Regions from separate parts of the Gossypium hirsutum genome. Here region 1 is linked to region 2. A link is a contact called in public Hi-C data. All regions are on one chromosome and are shown on one strand. The core of a region is the stretch at or near the end of the contact, and the rest is flanking DNA. Distances in the headings are between cores, read along the strand shown. Region 1 holds the start of LOC107949577 (F-box/kelch-repeat protein At5g60570). Region 2 holds the start of LOC107949570 (D-glycerate 3-kinase, chloroplastic).

The links. Hi-C and Micro-C count contacts between places; a contact is called where the count stands out from the background.
Region 1: a Hi-C map of leaf shows a contact between it and region 2, with 2.2 times the contacts expected there. The contact joins the promoter of LOC107949577 here to the promoter of LOC107949570 in region 2. A contact is called at or near these places in 3 of 34 Hi-C or Micro-C datasets (all in leaf).

What each region holds. Positions count from the first base shown.
Region 1 is chrD03:14,384,008-14,390,043 of Gossypium_hirsutum_v2.1, reverse strand. LOC107949577 (F-box/kelch-repeat protein At5g60570) reads right to left here and starts at 4,270. Exons shown (of 4, transcript XR_005911225.1): 1 at 1,098-4,270; 2 at 607-674; 3 at 107-157.
Region 2 is chrD03:14,153,405-14,158,883 of Gossypium_hirsutum_v2.1, reverse strand. LOC107949570 (D-glycerate 3-kinase, chloroplastic) reads right to left here and starts at 2,708. Exons shown (of 12, transcript XM_016884268.2): 1 at 2,363-2,708; 2 at 1,190-1,578; 3 at 736-815; 4 at 560-611; 5 at 438-479; 6 at 78-156. The coding sequence starts at 2,669.

The DNA of each region.
Region 1 (6,036 bases), core at 3,021-5,520, 230 kb before region 2:
AGGATGTTCGCAGCCTGTGAAGAACCAGAAGGATAAACACAATCCTTAATAAAGATGACCAAACTAACTCAAAAGCATACAAACCAAATTTTGCAATCAAATTTACCTCAACGTGACAAAATTGTGAAAGTTTCATCTTTGTATTATCCAATAATGGCTGTAAGTCACCAACCAAAAGGGTGTATTTACCATCAATTTAGGACAAAGCTCAGATAAAAAAAACAAAGAAATCAAAAGGATATCCAGTAAGATAGGAGAAAACACAAGCAAACCCAAGGGCTAAAGCTGAGAAAATGCAATTGTTCACAAAATATTTCTATGATATGAATGCTACAGATACAATGCCAAGTTTTATACGACAAGTTCAACAGCAGTTTGCAGCAAAACTTATGCAAGTAAAGCGCCAACATAATGCCGCACCCCACAAAGATGATAATGATTACATAGGTTCATGCCAACACATTTAAAAACTAATAAAAATGCCTAAAAGTGCTACAATGAGCCAACACAATAATACTCCAGAAAGATAAAATGCAATGATGCAATTCCCCAAATGATTCTAATGAAAAATCACCTACCACAAGAAGTACACAGGAGGCAGTGTACCTGAGCTAAGCGACATGTAAGCAGATGAGGAATTAGGCTGACATGAATGGGGCAGAAGTTATCTTTCCCTGAGGAAGAAAATGAAAATTATTATGACACATGAGGATTAATATCCAAATATACCAAATAGATTGATATAGTCTCTTTGAACCACTCCATAGATGCAGAATCAAATGTTCTAGATTGAGGTTTAACAGAATGGGAACGGCTACAAGACATTCCCACTAATCCCATTTGAACAAATAATGTGTGAACTTAAAGACTTTGAATTTTTGCTCATTAGTTGTGTCTCGGCCACCACCACCATTACCATATCTGAATTATTTCATTACCACCAACAAAAATCCAACTTGCACAGTTCAAGGAAGATGAAACGGTAAATAACAAAAACCATAAAAAATTAAAAAGAGGGATTAACCAGCAACCAATTGGGTCAAAACAACATGTTGCTTCTAAAAAACCACCACATATTTCTTCCTTTTCATTCATACCTTCGAGAGAGGAAGATGAACGCCATCGTCAATTGGTGCAGTGTAGATTTCGACAACGAAAGGCGGAAAGGAGGAAAATCAAAGATGAATGTCGGCGGTTGGTGTTGGGAACCATTGCTGGCTGGCGGCAAGCACTAAATCAGGGTGGGAAGGAAGGGGGAAGGGGAAGAGGCTTTGGGTTACATTTACTGCTGAAGAGAAAAACTTTGGAAAATGTCTTACCAAATGATAAACGGTAAGACATTTTCCTAAAATGAAGAGTTCTTTTCCCGTGTTTTGGAAAAACTTTTACAATGGGAGTTCATTTTCCACCAAACAAACCGTGGAAAAGGAGAAAAATATTTTCCGTAAAATGTTTTACAGGTAAACAAACACAGCTAGTTGCAGGTGCCCCCGCTGTAAGGTTGAGAATGAAACTGTGCTCCATGCTTTGAGAGACTGCCCAAGAGCGTGGGAAGTCCTCGTTGGTTGGGGTTTTGACAATAGGATGATGGTGAAACAGTTTAATTCCTGCATTGATCGGCTTGAAGATCCCATGCGCACCTTGGATAAAAAAGCTCTTGAAGATCTCTTCGTTGTGCTGTGGAATATATGGAACTCTCGCAATAATTTTATTTTTAGAGGTAAAGAAGAGGAGGCTCGCACTTTTTGGGAAAAACCGCAGGAAGGTTTCTTTAAAATCAATGTCGATGTTGCCGTGAATAATTTCGGGACGGGTTTGGGCATTATTATTAGAGACTCGAATGGTTTTGTCTTAAAGGGTAGAGGTATTTTTAAAGAAAGAGCAGTTAACTCGGAATGGGCTGAGTTGAATGCACTATTTGAAGGTATTGGCCTTGCTCGATGCCTTAATCTCAACAAGGTTAATTTGGAGATGGACTGCGCAAGTATTGTCAATAGAGTTCGAAAGGCACGGGCTGAAATTACAATTTTTGGGCACCGGATTAAGGAGACTCAGAGCATGCTTGATTCTTTTAATGAGGTTGATATTAGATGGATCGACAAGTGCTGTAATAGAGTGGCTGATTTTCTTTGGTATTGGTCACTTAAAAATTGTTGTAACTTAGATTTTGATATGGATTATGCTAGTGAAATCCATAACTTATAATTATTGATGCAAGTTAAATTGATTTTGTGGCCTGTGTGGCCTTTTCTTCATAAGTAAAAAAGAAAAAATACTAAGAAACCTTCAAAAGTAAAACAGGGAACTCGCACTATGTTACTTTACTCAGTATATATTTGACATTTCACACCCTTTTTAATATTTGAGAGCTTTTGAAGAATTAAATTTCTACATCCATATCCATATCAAAGCGTACACGAATACGTGAAGTCTGCATGTACACTTGTTTTATGTGCAGCTTTACAGATATTTTAGATTTCATTTTAATTTTTTATTGGAAAAATAAGAAAATTAAATCCATATGAACAAAACAGTCCCCCATTAAAATGCTACCTAAATATTTGCTTTGGATTAAGTTCAATTAAGAAAACTTATTGGTTTTGGAAATCAAAACTTATAATAAGTTTCAATAAACACTTACATTTAACTTTTGAGAATGTCAATAGAAGATAGTGGTGGGTTTCGCTCGTCGGAAGATCGGGCCACCAAAAAAGTGCGCTTTAAGGGAACAGATGGGGAGGAAGGCGTTGATATGATCGTAGATATGTCTCCTGAGCCAATGCTTTCTTGGAAGGATAGGCTTCTGGGTAGGGGAGCTCTTGGGTCTAAAAACTCATCTGTTGATTCGGATAGGGGGTTTGAGGAATATTTTGAACTATTGGATAGAGATGTCATGAGATCCACTGTTAATGGAGTTCTGTCAATAATGTTCTCTAATCGGGTTCAGCGAATTCTGGTAAAGGAGATGGCTACCATGGTGGTTGTTAAGCTTTTGGGGGAGGAACATTGGCTATACCACCCTACAAAACAAGATTTATAATTTATGGCAGCCATCCATGCCGTTTAAACTTATAGATGTGGAACATGGGTACTTTTTGGTGAAATTCCAAAGCAACGATGATTCTGAAAAAGAGCTTACACAAGAGCCATGTGTTGTGTTCGGACAATATTTAACCGTTCAACCGTGGATGCCAGATTTTAATCCCTTGCAACTATTTCCAAATGTTGTTATGACGTGGATTAGATTGCCAGGTTTGCTGGGGTTTCTATATAAGAGAAAGATTTTAGAAGAGATTGGCGGTTTCATTGGTAGAGTGGAAAAACTCGACTACAATAGAAATAGTAGGTCGAGGGGGAGATTTGCTCAAATGGCGATTTATGTTAACCTTGACAAACCACTGATCCCTCAGATTCTGGTAAATAGAACAGTTCAACGAGTAGAATATGAGGCCTTACCGTTGATTTGTTTTGGTTGTGGCAGGAATGGCCATATGAAGGTCCTCATAATCTGGATCACCCAAGGGAGAAGGAGGTGGTGTCGGTTGGTAACATCGAGGGGAAAGAAGAGGAGGCGTTTGGGCCATGGATGGTTGTGAATCAGAAATCATGGAGAGCTCCCAACGAGAAATGAAATATAAAAGCAAAAAATCCAGAAAGATCTTTTTGGATCTAGATTTAATATTCTGGAAGGAGAGTTGGATGTTGAGATTTTGATAGATTTTTAGGGTTTCAAATTTCAAAAAGAGGGCTTCATTAGAAACAAGTGTAAGGCAGATTTTAATGACAACAAAGTCTTGGAGAGTGGATCGGTTAGGCAGGATAAGGGTTCGACACATAAAGCAGGTGTAAATGGCGTTTCTGGGCAGAACAAAAGAATTGGAGAAACTGACATGGCTAAGCATGGGCCTAGGCTGGAGGGTGTTGTTGCCACTTCAAGTTTGGGCGGCTCTTCTGTTGGGGTGGAGCTTGGGCTTGTTTTGGGAGATTCTGCGCTTCATCAGGAAGGCCAATCTACCTTTAATATGGTGTATAATAATTTCCCTGTTTCAGGTCAGAATAATAAAGTTCATTTGGATTCCGAAATTGCTGGTAATATTTTTTAAAATTCTCCCAATATTGGTTCCATGATGGAGAATGGTAAGGTTTCGAATCTCCCATTTAGTCCTTGGTCGATCACGGCTTCGCTTATTAATCGTTCCTACAAGGGTTCGGTTGAAATTGTGGTGCCAATTAATGACGGAATGTTGGATCCCGTTAAGCATTCTGCTATGCATTTTAAAGAAAATTCGGATCCTAAAATTAAAAATCTATCGGAGGGTAGTGGTCTTGGTGAATTGGGAGAAGGATATCTGGGCCTTAAAGGACGAGGTTCGGGGTACAAAGGGGTTTTTGTCTAGAGCGGAAGGAGCCTTAAAGGGTCATGGTGGTCATGTTAAAGTTGCTGACAATTCTTAAGTTCCTTAAACTAAATTGTCACATCCCATATTTTTATTTATTAATTTGTCAATTCATAAATAAGTTAGTGAGTAATCAAGTGGTTAAGTGCCAAATTTAATTTCTAGAGATCCTAGGTTCAATTTCTTTTACTCACATATATTTTTTTTAGAATTTTTGGCATTTAAAAAGGGGTTGGTCAACCCCCTTGCCATCCAACCCATTGTTGCCATGCTCGGGAAGAATCTTCCCTTGTTTACATGGTCAACATTCCCTCAATAACCTCATTTTCACTCCCAAAATTCCCTTTCCATGCCATTTTACCTCCCTTACCGTACCTTAACCGTCCAATGCACCTAGACACATGAAACACTTTTATTGTTTTGTTCGTTTTATTCTCCATCTCTCTTTTTGCCGCTTCATTCTATTCTCCACCTCTTTTTGCCACCCCTCCTCCTTGCTTCTCCTCTTTCTCTAATTTTTCTCCCATTTCACCACTTAAATCACTTCTTTTCTTCATATTTCTTCCACTCATCCACCACTTTTAGCCAATTGAACCACCACCACACCACCACCGCCGAACTGTTGCCACCGTACCACCATCATCCTTCACCTTTCTTCTCCGTTTTTCATCCTCTTCTCTTTTATCTCGTAATTATTTTTTCATATGTACAAACATTATATTTTGATTTTTTTAAAAGGATTTATTGACAACCTTTCTAATTCATCTTTATTTTATTTGTTAGTAGAAGACCCTCCTCTCTAAATGAATCATCGTAGGAATAAATAAGCCTCCTTACTCTCGATATTGTGTAAGTATTGACGATCCTCCGATCACAATTAATTCTTTTACTTTTATTCTCTATTAAGATGATTCTAACATTAAGTTTTATTGTGCATTCGAGAAGTGATATTCGTAAATCCCGGATCTATACTCCATATTTTGGAAGCGTTCGTTTTGGGCAGCCGATTAAGTAATTATTTTACTTAATCACTTAAATGAGAGATATTCATCAAAATATCGTTATTCTGATACGATATGAATTTTTTTTTCAAAAACTAATGCTTCAATGGTCGATCTCCTCCTTTAGAGTGGGATAAGGAGTTGATACCATTGGAATTCATGAAATCAGGTGTGAGGATTTATTTATCTTAAAATACCTGAAATTATTGTTAATTAAATAAGTAAATAATATTAACTATTTACTTAAGAAATTATGTAACGCGAAAATGGACAAATACATTATGTATTTAAATGGATTAAAAATCCGTTAAAAAGGAGGATCTCAATTAAGTGATTCTGAACTTTCGGATCTGTGATAATAAGTATATGTTTGTACGATTTTCTGTTAAATGTGATGTTATATGATTTCTTGATACTCATGTATTGTGACTTATGGCATTATTGGATATGCATGAAAAATAATCATGCCACTGTTTTTGTTGGTATTCTAATTCGCATGTTAAGCATGTCATTATACTAATTCTGATTCGCATGTTAAGCATGCCACTATACTGATTCTAAATCGCATGTAAAGCATGCCCACTGAAATTATGTTCTGTGTGCCATATCACATGCATGGGGTTGGGATATGATTGTAC
Region 2 (5,479 bases), core at 1,459-3,958:
ATAATCAATCACAAGGCGATAGATAAACAGCAAATCATGCTAAGGAAAAATGAGTGAAGACAAAAAAAAAAGAATACCTTCTTTAGTCAACTTGGTTAGAGCTGTCAGTGTTTCAACAGAGAATGGAAGATCATGGCTCCCAGCATTTCCACGTAACTGCAATAAGACAATATTTCATTCTATGGAGACTACCAAAACAAATATCTATATTACTCAGATTTGAGTGTGTCAAAAGAAATATGTGTCCAATATAGGTATATTATATTCTATGTTTTTTATGTATATGAAGGGTTCTTGAAAGGTGATATTTCCTTACCCATATTCAAAAGTGTCGGATACCGATGTTAAACTCAAATAATTCAAAAAAAGAATGAAAAATCAAAGTACCATAGAAACAAATTATCCCACATTTAAGTAAAAGAAAAGTCAATAGGCACCTCCAAAAGAGCATTTCCTGGGTTCTCTTCCCTCAGTTTGGCCTATCAACATAAACTGTGTCAGAAACTGTAAGAAAGACGGAGAAAAGTTTAGCAAATGCCAAATACTCCACAATTGTTACCTGACCCTCTGCTGTCAAATAGAAATCATCAATGGATAATGTTGCAGACTTCCTGAGGTTAAGGTGGATTGTCAGTAGTTTCAATTGTTTCCACTTTCACAGTTTATATTATAACTATGAGAAAAAAGAGATATGAATCAATTTTATAAATTAAATTCTATTGCTCTTCTAGCTACCTGTTAGTGATCCTGAAAAGATAATCTAGAGCAAAGACAAGTGTCGTCTTTCCACAACCCTGTGGTGCACTGAAACCAATCTGCATCACAAAAAGTTGGTCAGTGCAACAGGATCCACCAAATAGTCAAGCTACATTACTCGGATTCGAATTTGATAGTCAGATATGGGTATGTATTAGATATGAGTATGACTAATTTTTCTAAGGTTTTCTTTCATGTATTTTGAGGATCCTTCGAGGATTACATCCAATGCCCAAGTCAAATATGCATCGGACATTGATATCTTCAGACATAAAAATAATGGACTCAGAGTTACGTAGCACAAGCCCTCAGCTATGAAAACCTTTTACAATATCCTAATCCTAATGGAATGGAACCCAAAATAGTTCTGAATTTTGCAAAGGAAAATCGAACACGAATGCACACAACAATCATTGCAAGACCTTATACATACCACTAAGGGAGGAATCTCTTCCCCATCTTTAAACTTGGACCTGTGTTCTGATATCTGGTCTTCGCACCATAAAAAGACTGGTATGTAATAGTGATAAAACCTTGCTTTCTCAGGAACAGTAAGGTAAAGTTCATTAAGCTGAAACAACCGACAAAGCTTTGATCCATAAAACAACCACTTGTCAATGGATTCAGCCACCTTTTCAGCAGTCAGTCCCACTTTGTCCATAAGAGGACCAGAACATATGAATTCATAAAGGTCTTGTACAGAGGAAACTTCTGCAGGTTTTGCAGGAAAAACCGAATATATTGGACCCTCCCTTAATCCACTGCCACTACTACTAGCATCAAGATTCATGGTGTTATCTTGCAACCATGAGCTGCTACTGCCTGCATATATAATTCAAAAAGAAGTGAAGATTTATTATGAACTAAACAGATAAGACATACAACAGCATTCAGTGTTGAGGGTATCAGGGGCCTCAGGATATTTGTATGTTCAATTGTTTAAAGTTTTTCTGTGTATTGTGAAGGTCCTTAGAAGATCATATTTCTGTACCTATATGGTGAGAAGCAAAATGAAGCACTGAACAACATCGAAGAAAACTCATTTCAGCATAAAAAAAGGAAAATTCCGAGAGCTCATAGGAATATTATACATCCAATGCGAATAATTAGAGTGTCTACTCAAAATTCCCAAAATTGATTAAGGAAAGAACAACCCCTTCCTTGATACCCCTTATTGGAAATTTCCAGTTCTAACCACCACGAAAATAACAAAGAAAACAATTAACAGTTCATGAAAAGTAAATCTAACAACTAAAATGGACTAAGCAAATTGAGTTCTTTAGTGGATAATCAGGGAAATTCTATAAACAGAATAAAAAATGTCTAGTTCACATTGTAATATAACATCAGTAGATTAGATTTTTGCTCCATTTTGTTTTCCTAATTCCTCATAAATCATTATTAAACAAACATTGAAAGACTAAATTCCTAACTGAAGCATCCCAAATTATTTTGAAAACATTAAGAAACAAAAGCAGGTTTCAAAAGTTCCGTTTTCTTAATCTTATCCTCACTTTTCCGGCCCATTTCAACGAGTACATAAAAACAGAACATAAACCATAAATAAACAACTATAATAAGAACAATTACACGTATAGAGAGATACCTGAAGTAGAGAAATGAGTAGCTGGGATAACTGATGTGGATTTTGCAGAAAGAGAAGAGAAAGCAAAACTAAGCAAAGAGGACTTCGCTTTATGAATGCTTTTAGTCTGATTAATATAAACATTTTGATTTTGGTTTTGCTTTTGATTATAATAATGGGAAATTCTAATATTAAAATGCGAGGTGGCTTGGCAAGGCGTTAATGTAGTCAAAGCCGCCATGTTTTTTAATGTTTCTCTCTCTGTGGAGGAGGAGGAGGAGGAGGAGAATGAACCGAAGGCAAAGCGATTGGGTTGGGCTATTGGCATGAATATTTTCCTTTGTATTTATTATTAAACATTTTATACCTTGTGATACTGGCAGGGCATGCTGTACACAAGCCAATAAAACATCATCCTATTCTTTACTTTTATTTGGTTTAGTATTATTATTGTGAATTAAAATCTTTTAAACATCAACATAAATATTTAATTTTTTAACGAAAAATATTTAGTTTTTCTATATTATTATTTATTTTTTATAAAAATAAGTAGTTTACAACTCAAGTTTTTGAGCAAAGTTTAAAATATGCATTAACTTGGTCGAATATAAATTAAAAATTAAAAACTTATTTGAAAGGGAATTAAATATTCATTTTTCATTTTTCATTTTTCATTTTTTATGTAATAAAAATTTATAAACTTATCTAGATGAAGCAATAAATTCATTTTTATTTTTTATTAAAGTGGGAAAAAAAGGTTTAGGTTGTATTTCTTTCACGAAATTAGATTGATTTTTTGGAAGAATTAATATTTTTGTGTCAGGATGACGTACAATATTTTTTATTGTTTGACCAATTTTCTTAAAATCATTTTTGAAACTTGTTTTTAATGAAAAAAAATATAAATTATATTTTCTTATAAAATGGTATTTAGAAATTTTCTTTTGACAAACGATTTTTATTTTATAATAAGATAATATTTTATAATAAATAATATCTTATATAATTTAATAATAATCAATATCTAATTAAAACTTAGGGCCCATTTGTTTGCATGTAAAATGGTTTCCGTAAAATTATTTCTGGAAAATGAGTTATTTTTTTGTAAAAGCTAATATTTTCTGATGTTTAAATAATTCTATATAAAATATTTTCCGTTGTTTTGTAGATTTCATGAAAATTTTTCATAAACAATATTTTAAAATTAAACAAACATACATTTGTGAATTTCTTGTCTTTTTATTATTTAATTGAGTTTTATTTTATATATATTAAATTTATATTTTACATTGTTTTTGCATGTATTACAATGATTTATTTATAAATAAATACAAATGTATAATAGTACACAATTATTAAGCTAGAATATTAATAGTCATAAATTGAAAAGAATTAAAATGAATAAATGACTCCTGATTGTGTTATAAAAAAAACAAAGATTGAATAATAATAAATTAGCTTCCAAACCACAATTAGTACTACAAATTAATAATATTATTCAAGTGCATATTTAGTACTACACCACATTAACATATTGATATTTTTAACCTTGGGAAAATTTTTGAAGCCAAATTTTTCTATGCTTCGTACTTTTAGCCAAGAAAGCTTTAGCCTCGAATTCATGACCCATAAGATAATCAAACATACTATAAAGGAAGTCGTCATCAAATCCTTCTACCTCTATCAACATCACTTCTCCTTAAAGATACGGTGTCTTGTCCTTGGTAAATTGTTCCAATGCATTAGCAATCTTACCAAGATGTTCACCCACAAAATTAATTTGTTCATCAACGACACTTTCTTGAGTACTTTTCCTTTTACGTTTAGATGTGCCAGATGAAGATATTTTGGTTCATACTTCTTGTGTGCTTGTTGGATATTATACACAATTAAAATAACAAGTAAAAAGCAACTAAAATATATTTAACATATATATTACCATCACTGCTACATCATATGTCACTCTATCACATGTAATCATTTTCATGTTATCATCCCATCCAAAACCACTTTAAGCTTGAACTGTGCATATAACTTGCCATGTGTGTTTTACAGTCCTCAGATGATTTTCCACATGCTTAACGTCACATTGAACTTGAAATCTTTCAAAAATAGCTGCAGCAACTCGATTGTTGTATTTCCTTTCTGGGCCTCCTCTATTAGAATTTTGAGAAAATATGTTCCATTGGTTTTGTCCACCTGGATTGTTTTATTGTCCCTTATTTGTTGCATTTACCCATTTTACATTAACAATTTACATTGTTAATAATTTCAATATCCAACATGCTTAAAACATAATAACTTCAATATCCAACATGTTAAGTTCAATATCAATATCCAACAAACATTAATATAAATCACCTCATCATATTTGTAATAACTAAACCCAATAATTCTTCACCTCATCATCTTTGTTTTCCATTATTAATATAAATCACTTCAACTCAAACAAACTACCAAAAACTATAACACCCCAATTCTGATGGATCTAAAGTTTTGGGCGTATAGAAGTAGACAGTCTGATTGGCGTGGTGTTATTCGCCCAAATGATCATTTTGGCGTATACGTGTAGGCGTATAGTAACTTTCACTTGAGTTGGTAAGAATTTGATTTCATGATATTCTGTTATATGAAAGAGATGTTCATGTTAAGGGATAAAAGTGAATAATGGGACGAGTATTCACCAAAGGTATAGTACATCTGATTTATATGGAATATTGTGCTAGTTGAACTTTAAGTAATCTAGTTGGAAACCAATTGTATAGTTCAGCTTGATAAGTTTGATGAAAGGAACCTATTTATACTTTTATCAAAAATTGTAGGCCAATAAGAAGGTAAGTTCTGATACGTATGACACTTGTTAAATTCCACTAAGCAATAAGTCATATTTATATGTGAGAATGTGTTCTGAAAGGGGTTCTTCTTTCTTCTTCTTTCTCTTCCTTAAGTTCTATCTACTGAAACCTTCCTTAAATCTAAATGTATCCTACCTCAATGATCTAGAGGTTAGGGTTCTTTTAAGATCAGTAGTTACTTTGCATCAAGGTAATTATTTCAACTCTGCATGTTAAGTTTTAAATGAGTAAATCTGTAATTGGTAACTGAACAGTGAAACTGTAAGTATAAAGTTTCTATACG